Regions from separate parts of the Mus musculus genome. Here region 2 is linked to region 1. The links are chromatin contacts, called in public promoter capture Hi-C maps. All regions are on one chromosome and are shown on one strand. Each heading gives the region's core, a stretch centred on a gene start, on an enhancer-like site or on the middle of the called end of the contact. The rest is flanking DNA. Distances are from core to core; before and after follow the strand shown. Region 1 holds the start of Mpp2 (membrane protein, palmitoylated 2 (MAGUK p55 subfamily member 2)). Region 2 holds the start of 2810433D01Rik (RIKEN cDNA 2810433D01 gene).

Region 1 (6,038 bases), core at 1,569-4,068:
GTTCAGCTACAATGATTCATAAGAGAATCACCCCTTCCTTTTCTATTTACTTTTTAAAGACTTTAAAAATATATGTGTGTGTGTGTGTGTGTGTGTGTGTGAGAGAGAGAGAGAGAGAGTTTTGTCTGCATGTAAATCTGCATACTATACACACTGAAAGAGGACAGCAGATCCCATAGAACTAAGGTTATAGACAGGTACTAGGAATTAAACTCAGGACCACTGGAAGAGCAGCCAGTGCTCTTAACTGTTGAGTCATCTCTCCACTCTCTTTTTTCTTTTTTTCTTTTTCTTTTTTCTTTTGGTTTTTCGAGACAGGGTTTCTCTGTATAGCCCTGGCTGTCCTGGAACTCACTCTGTAGACCAGGCTAGCCTCGAACTCAGAAATCCGCCTGCCTCTGCCTCCCAAGTGCTGGGATTAAAGGCGTGCGTCACCACTTTTTTCTTATTTGTACACTGATGTCTCCAAACTTCTTTTTCCAGAGTGGTATAGCAAATAGAAAAGGTTTCCAGAAGAAGCTTTGGGGAGTTGCAGGTGTGTGTGTGTGTGTGTGTGTGTTCATGAATGTGGGTGAATAGACTGGGCTCCTGCTGGCCAACAGTGGGGTGATGGTTTTGGGTTTTGGTTTTGTTGTTGCTGTTTTTCTCTTTTTGTCTTGATTCTCAAAGCTGTGATCTGAACACCCACCACAAGAAAAAAAAAGTGTTTGGGGGCTGGAGAGATGGCTCAATTGTTAAGAGCACTGACTGCTCTTCCAGAGGTCCTGAGTTCAATTCCCAGCAACCACATGGTGGCTCACAACCATCTGTAATGGGATCCATTGCCCTCTTCTGGTGTGTCTGAAGATAGCTACAGTATATATATATATATGTGTGTGTGTGTGTGTGTGTATGTATGTATATATATGTATGTGTATATATATATATATATATATATAATTAATTTTAAAAAAGTATTTGAAGTAAAGCCTTGCCTGCACCCTTGTGACTTCTGAGAAAGACAGGTGTACTACAGACCAGCATCAGGAGCAAGCATTCTTCCCAGGGGCAGTGCAGCCCCTAGAACTACAGGGAGAGGAAGCTCGGTAGAGTCCAGAGCTGGGTAGGGACGGCTTTGTGCTCAGCTTCGAGCAATGTGTTAAAACATTTAACCACACCACTAGAATAGCATGTCTTCATGCTATGTGTCTCTAGGACACACCTCTTCCCAACCCTTGCCCCAGTATGTTAGGTTCACAGAAACCGGTGCCTCATTTTCAACAAACAGGAACATAGTAATCTTTGTTGATAAATGTTTCCATCCACTAATCTCACAGGACTATTGCAGGAAACTATCAATCAAATGTAAGGTGTGTGTGTGCATAGGTGGGGGGTCAGACTGTAAGAATAGTGAGTTGGAATACACTAGGTGGATTAGAACTTGAATCCCACTGTGTCCTTGGGATCCTGGATGCAGTAAGTTTGCTGTGAATTGCTATGGGGGGTAATATTTGAGAAGTTTTGGGAGGAATCAAGATTTCTCTCCCCCACCCAACTAAGTGCAAACAGATTCTCTAAGCAGAGGTGAGTGGGTAAGATCCAAGGGAGTCTCCGAGGAAGGAGACCTCTTGTCCTGAGTTTAATTAGGAAGATCTAGTTTGGAAGCCTTTTTCCTCAGACAGAAGCCTGTAGTTCCAACCACCACCATCTGGGGTCGCTACAAAACTTTCTCTTCTCTAAGGAATAAGAGACGTGGGCTACTTAACAGCCTTTAGCATTTTGACCCATCGCTGGCTTTTCCCTACACCAATTCCCAACTGCTTCCCTTTGCTAACAGGGTCGGCTGGGACCACATCTAGACATGAATCCTCAAGTCAATTCATTTTCGAGATTTCCAAGCAAGTTTCCAGGATCTTAGAAGCTCAGTTATAAGAGGAAGATATAAACGCCCCGCTCCCCACCGAGCGCCTATTCCATAGGGTAGCGGAGGGGTTAGGGGGCACCCAAGTCAGGGAAGGCCCCGGCTTGCACAGACTGAATGAAGGCTGTTTTCCACTTGGGGCCACCAATAGTCTGAGGCTGTGCAGTATCTTTTACTAGCAGGTCTGGGAGGAGCCAGAGGCTGAGCAAGGCGGGCTAGCGGGCTTAACCCTTTGCTTTCTTCGTTTTGCTGCCTGAAATAGAATCTAGGGCCTCTCCTGCACGTTCAACCCACCAATGGAGCCGGACGCCGTCACTACTTATTTGTTGAAACGGGATTTAGGAGGGAGAGACTGTTTCTTCTGCTCTTGTGCCTTAAACAGAGGCAAGGATCAACTTCCCGCGTCAAGGCTAAAATTAGGATCTTGGTCCCTTTCATGAAAAAACACAGTCCCACTCTCTTAAATTTTCTGTTTTTCTTCAAATTTTCTTAGAAGCAGGCATGTGCCGTATGACTATAACGCCACCCCCAGGCTTATCCCCTACCAGAGTTAGTGTCCTGATGTCCCCTTGCTTTTCCAAAACTGTGTTAGGAAAGGACAGACGAAGCGTTCAGGGGACTGGTACGCTGGACTAAGCGGTCCCGTTAAGGGGGGTGATCCCATCGCGCTCAGTTTCCCCCCCTTTCTTTTATTAAACATCATCGCCCTTTTAAAGAATTCCTACGCGCCAAGTAACACACGTTGGTCCTGCTCAGAGTTGGGGGTCGTGGGCTTTGCGGTGCCTGTTAACCACCACTTCCCCGCCCACCCGCCTGCTCCTGGGAGATTACTTTACAGTGGACCGTAGGTTGCCGCGTCCCTTCCGTGTCCCAGCCCTCTCCTTTCTGTCTCCGCCCCTTCGCTCCTAGGAGACCTTGCCGCTTTAAGAGCGCGGCTAGCGATTGACAAGCAATAACCGCGGAGCGCCGGGCTGCGCGGAATCGCCCCAAGCTAGGGGCTCCCCAAAACGCAGGTAGGTATTCCTAGGCCCCTGGGCCAGCACCCACCTCAGAACCCTTGCCTCCTTTTCGACCTATCACCTACACTTGGGGATCCTATTCTCCAGGTCCAAACTCCTGGGCCCCTTCCCCAAGTCGCCCCACTCCCTCTCCAGCTGCAGCACTGGGCTCTCTGTGTGTGATGCCGGTAGGGAGAACCGAACCCCTCATCCCAGGGATGCTGGTTCCCATGCCAGCGATGAGGGCTCCAGAGGGACACCGGACACAGAGACGCTGAGCTGAGAGGAGCACAGGTATTTGCGCGGCCTCTCCAGGGTCTGTGTTGGGTTGGGGGGGGGGGGGGACTTCGGATCCCGGCATTACGTAAGAGCCGTGCTACTGGCGTTTCCGGCCCTGGGGGAGCTAGACTAAGATTGTACTGGGTCCCTTGGCACCCTGCACCCCAAGAGACCAACACCTCAGTCATTCCTGAGAGAGGGTTCTGGAGAGGGGCGGTCTGCTAACCTAGAGTGCCAGGCCAGGTCCAGGAGGTTGCAGGGTTTTGGAGCCAGGGTTTAAGGTATGGGGATTCCAGAGGGAATCAGCACCAGAAGCAAGGAGCCAGGGTCAGAAAGTTAGGTCAACTAAGGGGTAGTGGGGAATGAAGACCTGGGGGACGTGGGGGGGGGCAGTCATTCAGTGACCTCATCCCCTAGTCCCGGCGGGCACGCAAGCAAAGAACCTTCTTTGATGGCTCGCAACACGCCCCCTCCTTCCTAGGTCCTAGCGCCCGGCGGGTTAGGGCTGAATTGAAGGGGCGGGGGCAATCTGATTGTGAGTGCGGGCACGTCCGCCGGCTCCCTAGACCCCATCCTCCAGTCCTCAGTTATCTACAGTTCTCCCCATAACCGTGTCCGGCTCCAAAGTGCCTTTGTCAGGCGTTCGTCTTTCGCACCTCTCTGAGTCTGCACCGATGGAGCGGGGGTGGGTGGGAGGATGGAGGAAATCTCTCTCTTTGAAGCTGGCGGGCTTCACCTACACACCCGGGGGACGGGGGTTGGATAGCTTGGTGGCGGATGTGCGTGTGGAGGTGGGAGTGGGAGGGCCTTAGGTTTAGGCTTTTGGGCGCCGTGATGCTGGTTTCGTGATGACTGGGCCCGGGGACCTTGGCACGGAACCAGGCTAGCTTGCCTGGCACTGCCGTTCTCCTGTGGGCACGGGCGGCCCCGCCCTCTCAGAGGCTTGGGTGGGGGTGGGGCAGAGCGAGCCGACGCCGTGGGAACCAACTCCTCAGGGAGCAGACCCAGGCTTACTGGGCAGGACTCCTGGGCCTAGGGTTTCACACAGGCTCCTCCCTGGCTCTTCCCCGTTTCCCTGCTCCAGGAAAAGAGGAACCACAGCAAGCACCTCTAGTGGGGAGTATGGCCCAAGGCCTGAGAAGCTGTCCCCTGCTCTCTAGGAATAAGGACATGGAGTTGACAGAGGGGACACTGGCGCTGGCACAGTGTAACCTGGACATTTCTTTTAACCAGTGGTGCTAGCGTGAAAGGGGTTCCCCTCATCTCTCTCTCTCTCTCTCTCTCTCTCTCTCTCTCTGCAAGTTCGATTTTTCTGGAAAAGATCCGGGAGGAAAGGGAATCGTATCCCTCACCTTTGTCATTTGGTTTCTGGAGCTGTCATTATCTTAGGCTTGGGAGAGGGAGAGGGAGAGGGAGAGGGAGAGCGAAGAGGAGGAGGAAGAGGAGAGAGAGAGAGAGAGAGAGAGAGAGAGAGAGAGAGAGAGAGAGAGAGAATTTTATTAAAACCTGTAGTTGCTCCTCTGAGAATTATTTTGGGTTGGAGAGGGGAGAGGCTGGGAGGGTGGAGTGGCCCTATGGCTCCCCGTGTGGTGGTGGTGGGGATGCATTTAGTCTTAAAGTGGGCACTGCCAGCTGCTTCCCCCTACTCCCCCACCCTTGCTGAGAGCCACTGCCTCCTGTTGTCATGGCAACTGGGGAATTAGGGTTTTATCCAGTAACACATGCCCAGGAAGGCAAGGGGAGAAAGAGTAGTGGGTCACCCTGTTCTCCTTTCCACGGAGGATGAAGGAGCCAAGCTTAGCTTGGGAGACCCGGGGATGGGGATGGGACTGCAAACTCCATGCCTGCTTCTGGCTGCTGCCCTTCACTTCTCCCTGTCCCAACTCCTGGTGGAGAGAGAGAGAGAGAGAGAGAGAGAGAGAGAGAGAGAGAGAGAGAGAGAGAGAGAGAGAGAGAGAAAGAGCAGGAAAGGAAATATCATTTCTGTCAGCTGGACACCAGTGTTTGTGAGGGCACCCTCACCCGAAGGTTCTAGGCCTGGGGCACAGCGGCAGGTAGCGGACCTCAAGGCTGCCCCCTTGGACTTTCCAGGCCTGGGAAACTTTCCAGTGTTTGCTCATATCCTCGACGTCATTCTCCTTCCAGCTAAAGAAAGAACCAGAAAAAATATTATGTTTGGTTTGTTTGTTTTTGACATGAGTTCTCTACTCTCTATGTTTCCCAGGCTGATATGGGTTCAGAGGACCCTTTCTGCCTTGGCCTGAGGGGCTGGTACCACAGCACAGGTGGGCATTGCCATGCCCAATGAGAAATACTTTTTGTGGGGACAGTGGTGCCCAGCACTCGGGAGGCAGAGGCAAGCAGATCTCTGCGAGTTCTATGCCAGCTTGGTTTACAGGGTGAATTCCAGGAGCTCACAGAGAAATCCTGTCTTGAAAGCCAAAACAAACAATAAACAAACAAATAAACTAAAAACATAAGAGAAATAAAAAAGAGAAAAAATATCTAAGACACAAAACCTAGGTTTTCACCATAGCTTTCTTACCAGCTTTGGGGCCTTGAGGAAATTGATTAACCTCTCTGATCCTGTCTCCCCTGCCTCTGAGAAGGGGCATGCCATCTGCCTTTCTTGCTTTTCAGAGCACTTGGGGTCACTCTTGTAACCTAAGTTCCCGTTTCTGGGCAACACTACCTTCCTGCCTTATGGCTGTTCCTGAAGAGACAGATAGCCTTCTGAGTCTCACGGCCTTGGCTTTGCCCCGTGCCTTCTCAGCCTTCTCTTTCCTTCTCTAGGACCATCAGAATCCACACTGCCTCTATTCACCATGCCGGTTGCTGCCACGAACTCCGAGTCTGGTAAG
Region 2 (6,038 bases), core at 2,278-4,777, 540 kb before region 1:
GAAAGGAACCCGACTCCCTCAGGCCCTGCTTGCATCTGCTCTCACCGGTCTCTGTCTAGCCTCTAGGTCAGGGTGGGTGAAGAGCGTGCCTTGGCCCCAGCTTTGGGGGCAGGGAGCATCTCAGAATTGGTGGTGTTCAACTCTGTTTCCTGAACAACCCAGCTGTCCCTTCGGATCCATACGCTATCCCCAGCTCCTCAGCAACAAGCACACCCACCCAGCAGCTGCAGGAACCACCCAGCCTGGCCTGGCTTGTCCCAGGGTCCCCAAGCTCAAGGAAAGGGGATTTCAACCTTTGCTTCTGTGCCTGCCCCCTCCTCCACCTCCCCAAGGGAGACAGACCTACCGCAGCCTGCACCATGACATCTCTTCCTCTCCCTCACACACTTACCTAACAGGCCCTTACCTTGGTCAGGAGGACAGCCCGAATCCTCTCAAGCCCCCAACCTGTACCCCAAATCCCAACTGGCATCCCCAGCCAACAGCTCCTCCTTGGGTCCCAACCCACTATTACACCGAGTACCACCCACACTGTGAGTGGAACCTCATCACCACACAGGCCAAACAGCTGGCTGGACCACCTGCCTCAAGAGAGACCAAATGGAGGCAAAAGGAAGGCCAGCCATGGGGGAGGTTCTGAGAGAGAGAAAGCAGGATGAGAGGCCAGGAAGTCTAGGATATTTGAGCTTAAAGGGGTTTTAGGATTCAACTGGTAGCATCTTACCATTTTCTAGGCCCAGAGAGGTCGTGTTTTGCGCAATGTCACACAGCAAACTGGAGAGCGAAAACCTAATCCCTCAGTCCAATGCTCTGTCCACTGTCCTCCCTAGTGACAGGCACCGGGGTACCTGTGTCTAGAAAAGGGTCATTTTTCTGTTCCCCTACAATACAGAGGATCCTCTCTCTATAGTACATCATTTAGTCAGTGCCTCTAATCCCCAGCATCCGTGTTTGGGGAACAGAGAGGAAGGCATCAAAACCAGTCTTTAGAGAACCGGTTAGCTTTGAAGGATTAGCCTTACATAGCTGAAATCTCGACCCCTCATGGGAGTTGAGGAGGAGGGGGGCTGAAGCACGTGAGAGAGAAGGCTAGTGAGGGGCCCTGGGCAGCCATGGAGAGAGCTCTCTTCCTCACTGAGCCCTAAAACTTTGACCACGGCCACAGCTGCAGAGGCTTGTCTCCCCTTCCTGCTTTGGGACTTTGTAGTGCAAAACGTCTCCAGTGTCCAAAGGGTCCCTTCAAAATATCAGAGAATTTTCCATGAAGTGGGACAGGAACACCAAGGTTGGCTGTCACTGGGACAGAAAGAATTGGAATCCTGGGGATGAATGAGGAATGGGGACTTCTGTCCGAGGTTTCCCCAGTTATGCCTCCAAATGCCACCTGTCCTCTTCCCCACAGCCTCTCAGCTGAGTACTTCTTGTCTAAGAGTCTTCCACACTTGCATCCCAGATCACAAGGGCAATGGATTAATATAAGAACTGCTTGTTAAAGAAAGCTGGGAGCCAGGCATGGTGGCGCACGCCTTTAATCCCAGCACTTGGGAGGCAGAGGAAGGCCATTTCTGAGTTCGAGGCCAGCCTGGTCTACAAAGTGAGTTCCAGGACAGCCAGGGCTATACAGAGAAACCCTGTCTCGAAAAAACCAAAATAAATAAATAAATAAATAAAATAAAATAAAGAAAGCTGGGTTTCCGGGTGTGGCAATGCATGCCTTTAATCCCAGCACTTGGGAGGCAAGCAGATCTCAGTGAGTTCGAGGTCAGCATGGTCTACAGAGAGAGTTACAGGACAGCCATGGATGCGACACAGAGAACCCCTATCATGAAAATTCAAAGAAGAAGGAGGAGGAGGGAGAGGAGGAGGATGGAAGGGAAGAAGGAAGGAAGGAAGGAAGAGAGAGAGAGAGAAAGAGAGAAAGAAAGAAGGAAAGAAAGAAAGAAAGAAAGAAAGAAAGAAAGAAAGAAAGAAAGAAAGAAAGAAAGAAAACTGGGATTTAAAGTAGGCCTACATAATTCTGGAAGCCCAAGACCTGCCTTGGACATCATCTAATCTGTATAGGAGACAGAAGCTTTTCATTGGAAGAGAAATGCCATCTCTTCTAGACATACTTAATGTGAAGAGAAAGACATCATAGCCTCTGACCCAGCCAGCCCTCTACCCATTCCTGGCTTCCCAGTGGAGACAGAGAACATGCAGACACATGGGTGTGCATACACACACACACACACACAAACACACACACACACACTTGCATGAGTTTCTAACCTGCAAAGACTCATATACATGGAGTGCAATTGAACTGAACTAACAAACCACCTGCAGTTCTCCCTCACTGGAGATGTGACAGAGCTGACTGGGTGCCATAACTACAATGGGACCTCAGCTCTGCCCCATAAGACCTGCATTGCTGCCTTCCCAAGCATCGTCCCGAGACTGCTGATGTACGCACGCCTCCCCCTGCACACTCCCTAGCACCAGGCTCAAGCACATTTCCCATTGATACTTCATTTGTGTGTGCAACTGACCCAGCCCACACCCAACACGTACGAGCTGCCTAATGCCCAGCGTCCTCAGCGACCAGAGACTGGCGTGCAGTCATTTAAGCTTGACAGATGGCTCCATGCATGGATGCATAAACGGGCGACAAGCATGAACGAGAAGCTTAGCGTGGCTGGGGATAAAGCCAGGGGTGGAGGACTTATCTAGCATGCCCTGGCAATCCAGCCAAACAGCGAGATGCATAGGACAGACTATTCCAATTAGCATATGGGGAAGGGAGAATCAGAGACACGTGGTCTCACAGCTAACCAGTAGAGATGGAACCCTTGCCTGGATTTTTTTGACTTACAGCTTACCAATTTAGAATCAAACCCAGGCCCCTGTTATCCCAGCCTACACCCAAGAGTGCTATGTATGGCCAAGCAGATCATACACTGCACAATCCTCGAATGTACTCCTCCAGCTGGAGCCCCGGTAGATAGCAGTTCCTGGAGCTCTTGCGAGATGTCACCCTCTTGACTGTATGCAGACACCCTGCCTCCAGTCTCTTTCCTGAGCTGCTTTGTGAACACATTTCAAACAGTGGAGATATGAACCCCATACCCCCTTTCTCCACTACCCAGGATGCCAGCCAGAAAGAGCTCTTGAAAGGCAAGAGAGGGTGCTCCAGGAATATACAAAGTCCCTCTCAGGACCAGTAATGTCCCCTGCCTCTCCCAGTAAAAGCTCTTCTGTCAGACCTGGTCACGTCCCGTCCCCCCTACCCCCAGAGGCCTCTGACATTTGCCCACACCTGGCTCTATGATTATAGACATCAGTACTCTGAGATGGGAGGTGTAGATGTCCAGTCTCCTATCTGAGACACAACCACGCGGGGCCTGAGGGCTGGGGCCCACCTCTCCCAACAAAGCCCCCTCCCCCTTCACTCGTGTGCGGGGGCCCTGGCCCCACCCGGGGAACAAGGCTGGGATTAATAAGCGCCCAGCTCCCTCCCCTAATGGGCTCCAGCTGCACAAACATTCCCAGAATTCAGAGCCGGCTCTGTCTGGGGCGGCCCAGGCCTCAGCCCCAGCATTCCTGACCCCCTCCCCCCAAGCCTGGGACAGCTGCTCCGGAACTCAGCAACTGGCTGGGGATCGAATCCCAATTCAGCTTTTCCAGAGGTAGGGGGCACTGAGATGGCTGGGGCTGGGGCTGCTGGCTGGGGGTGGGAGCAAGGAGAAGGGAAGAGAGAAGGAACTTTAAGAGACTCCTCTGATCCTCACGGATCACGGCCCCTCCCCCCCGCACCTCTCCCCTCCTCCAGTGCTGAACGCTCTCTCAGCAGTAGGTATCAGGGGTCTGCACAGTGTTACCTAATTTGTCTCACCAGGCAGTGCCCTTGGCTGGCATGGCCCAGAAGGAGGTAGCAGCCTGTTCTGAGAGGAAAGATAAGCATCTGCCCTTATGTTTAATAAAGAGATCCGGCTGTGTCTTCTCAGACCCTGTGGCCAGGCAGGAACTTGTACAAACAGGTTCTTATCAAGAAGGTGAAAGAGGCCCAGGATGCAGTTGAGTAAAGTGCTTGCCTAACTGAGCAGAGGGCCTGAGTTTGACACTCCCTCCCTCACCCCAAAAAAGGGGGTGTGAAGATGCAGGGGGAGCAGTGAGGTGCATTTGGGGACCCAGGGACAGGAGTCCCAAGGGGACACAGGTATACTGTATTGATAATATAGACCTGTCTTCTTTCCACCTCTCGATCCAGGGCCAGAAGAAGTTGTGCGTGCGCCCTGTACCTGTCGCCCAAAGTTATGCTAGCTGTAGACAATGGTGAGGGTCCATCTAGGGAACTGGGGGACCACATAGGGACTAATGAAAGTATAGGTATGAGTGTGTGTGTGTGTGAGAGAGAGAGAGAGAGAGAGAGAGAGAGAGAGAGAGAGAGACTGCTCAGAAGTGTGTCTATGTTCCTGTTCCTCACACATTCCATAAATGAGTCAAGTACACACTCACCAGGGAAGGCTCCCTGTTGCCTACTGTCCTAGTTAGGGTTTTATTGCTATGAAGAGACACCATGACTACAGCAACTTTTTTTGTTTTGTTTTGTTTTGTTTTTTCGAGACAGGGTTTCTCTGTGTAGCCCTGGCTGTCCTGGAACTCACTTTGTAGACCAGGCTGGCCTTGAACTCAGAAATCTGCCTGCCTCTGCCTCCCAAGTGCTGGGATTAATGGCGTGTGCCACCACGCCCGGCTGACTACAGCAACTCTTCCAAAGGAAAACATTACATTGGGGCTAGCATACAGGTTCAGAGGTTTATTTAGTTCATTATTGTCATGGTGGAGCATGGCAATGGCAACAGGCAGACAGGGTGCTAGAGAAGGAGCTGAAAGCTCTACATCTGGGTGGGCAGGCAGCAGGAAGACAGAATGATAGTGAGCCTGGCTTGAGCTTCTGAACCTTCGAAGCTCACTCCCTATGACACACTTCCTCCAACAAGGCCACATCCCCCAATACTGTGCTTCCTGTGAATCTGTGGAGGCCATTTTCATTCAAACAACCACACCCATTATTACCCCAAGTCCTTGCCACTCTATGCTAAAGGGAAGCTAGGGAAGGAAGAGTGGGAAGAGAAGGATTGGGATGGGGAAGGGGAAGGGACACTGGCAGGAGGTTATGGGATGAAGAGGGTGCCCCTGCCCTGAAGGTCAGAAATGGACCTGACTTCAGCTCAGACAAGACACATCCTCTCCCTGACCTTGGTCTCAGTCTCATTATCTTGAATATGAGAAAGTTGCCAAGAGTCTCTCCTGAGTCCCTCCTTTGACTCCATTGTGACAAGAGTCGAGTTGGGGACATAAGATCCGTCATCTCAGATCTACAAGAAATAGGACTGTGAAGGAGCCTCCAACAAGAACAGTCTACAGGGACTATGTAGAGGGTCCCCAGAGGGACCTGGGAGGGAATTCAGAAAAAGGGGTGAGATCTCTGCCCAGACTGTCTAGAAAGTCTTGTATTCCACAATTCCGGCACAGAAAAAGGTTGGTTCCTTTACCTGGCTGAGCTGGCAGTAGTACTGGGTTATGGGAAGGGAGGGCAGTTGGGTCAAAGAGCCCAAGATCATCGCCTTCTTCTGGCGCATACAACAAGCAAAACCATTCCTCTTAGTGCCTAGGCTGGGAAATGGGGCAGGGGCTCTCAGAATCTTTGTCCCCATCAATCACACTACCCTTGCATGTCACTTCATCTTGCTTGTAGGCTCGGCCATTTCTCCATGATGACACAGAAGTACGGCGCTCTCAGGTCCTTACCTCATAATCCACATGCAATTGGATTGCAGAGCATTTGTGGGACACAAGAGGAACAACAGACCAAGACCCTTGAACCTCCCACAGAGAAGCTCCAGGTAACAGTGATGAGGCAGTGCACCAGGGCACTGGGAATAACGGGCCTCTCCCTCTGCTCTCTTTCAGTTACCCATTGAGTGACAGTCTGCCCCCCCCCAACCGAGAGGCTTAAAACAATAGCAATCTAAAAGATTCATCTGCAATTCTGCAGT

What was found. Promoter capture Hi-C pulls out the DNA fragments that hold promoters and counts their contacts.
Region 2: a contact with region 1 is called in a promoter capture Hi-C map of pre-B cells, with 2.8 times the contacts expected there. The contact joins the promoter of 2810433D01Rik here to the promoter of Mpp2 in region 1. A contact is called at or near these places in 2 of 39 promoter capture datasets (the C10 cell line and pre-B cells).

Annotation. Positions count from the first base shown.
Region 1 is chr11:102,085,295-102,091,332 of GRCm38.p6, reverse strand. It overlaps Mpp2 (membrane protein, palmitoylated 2 (MAGUK p55 subfamily member 2)), which reads left to right and starts at 2,818. Exons shown (of 13, transcript NM_016695.4): 1 at 2,818-2,913; 2 at 5,971-6,033. The coding sequence starts at 6,003.
Region 2 is chr11:102,621,905-102,627,942 of GRCm38.p6, reverse strand. 2810433D01Rik (RIKEN cDNA 2810433D01 gene) reads left to right here and starts at 3,527. Exons shown (of 4, transcript NR_033474.1): 1 at 3,527-3,665; 2 at 5,738-5,885.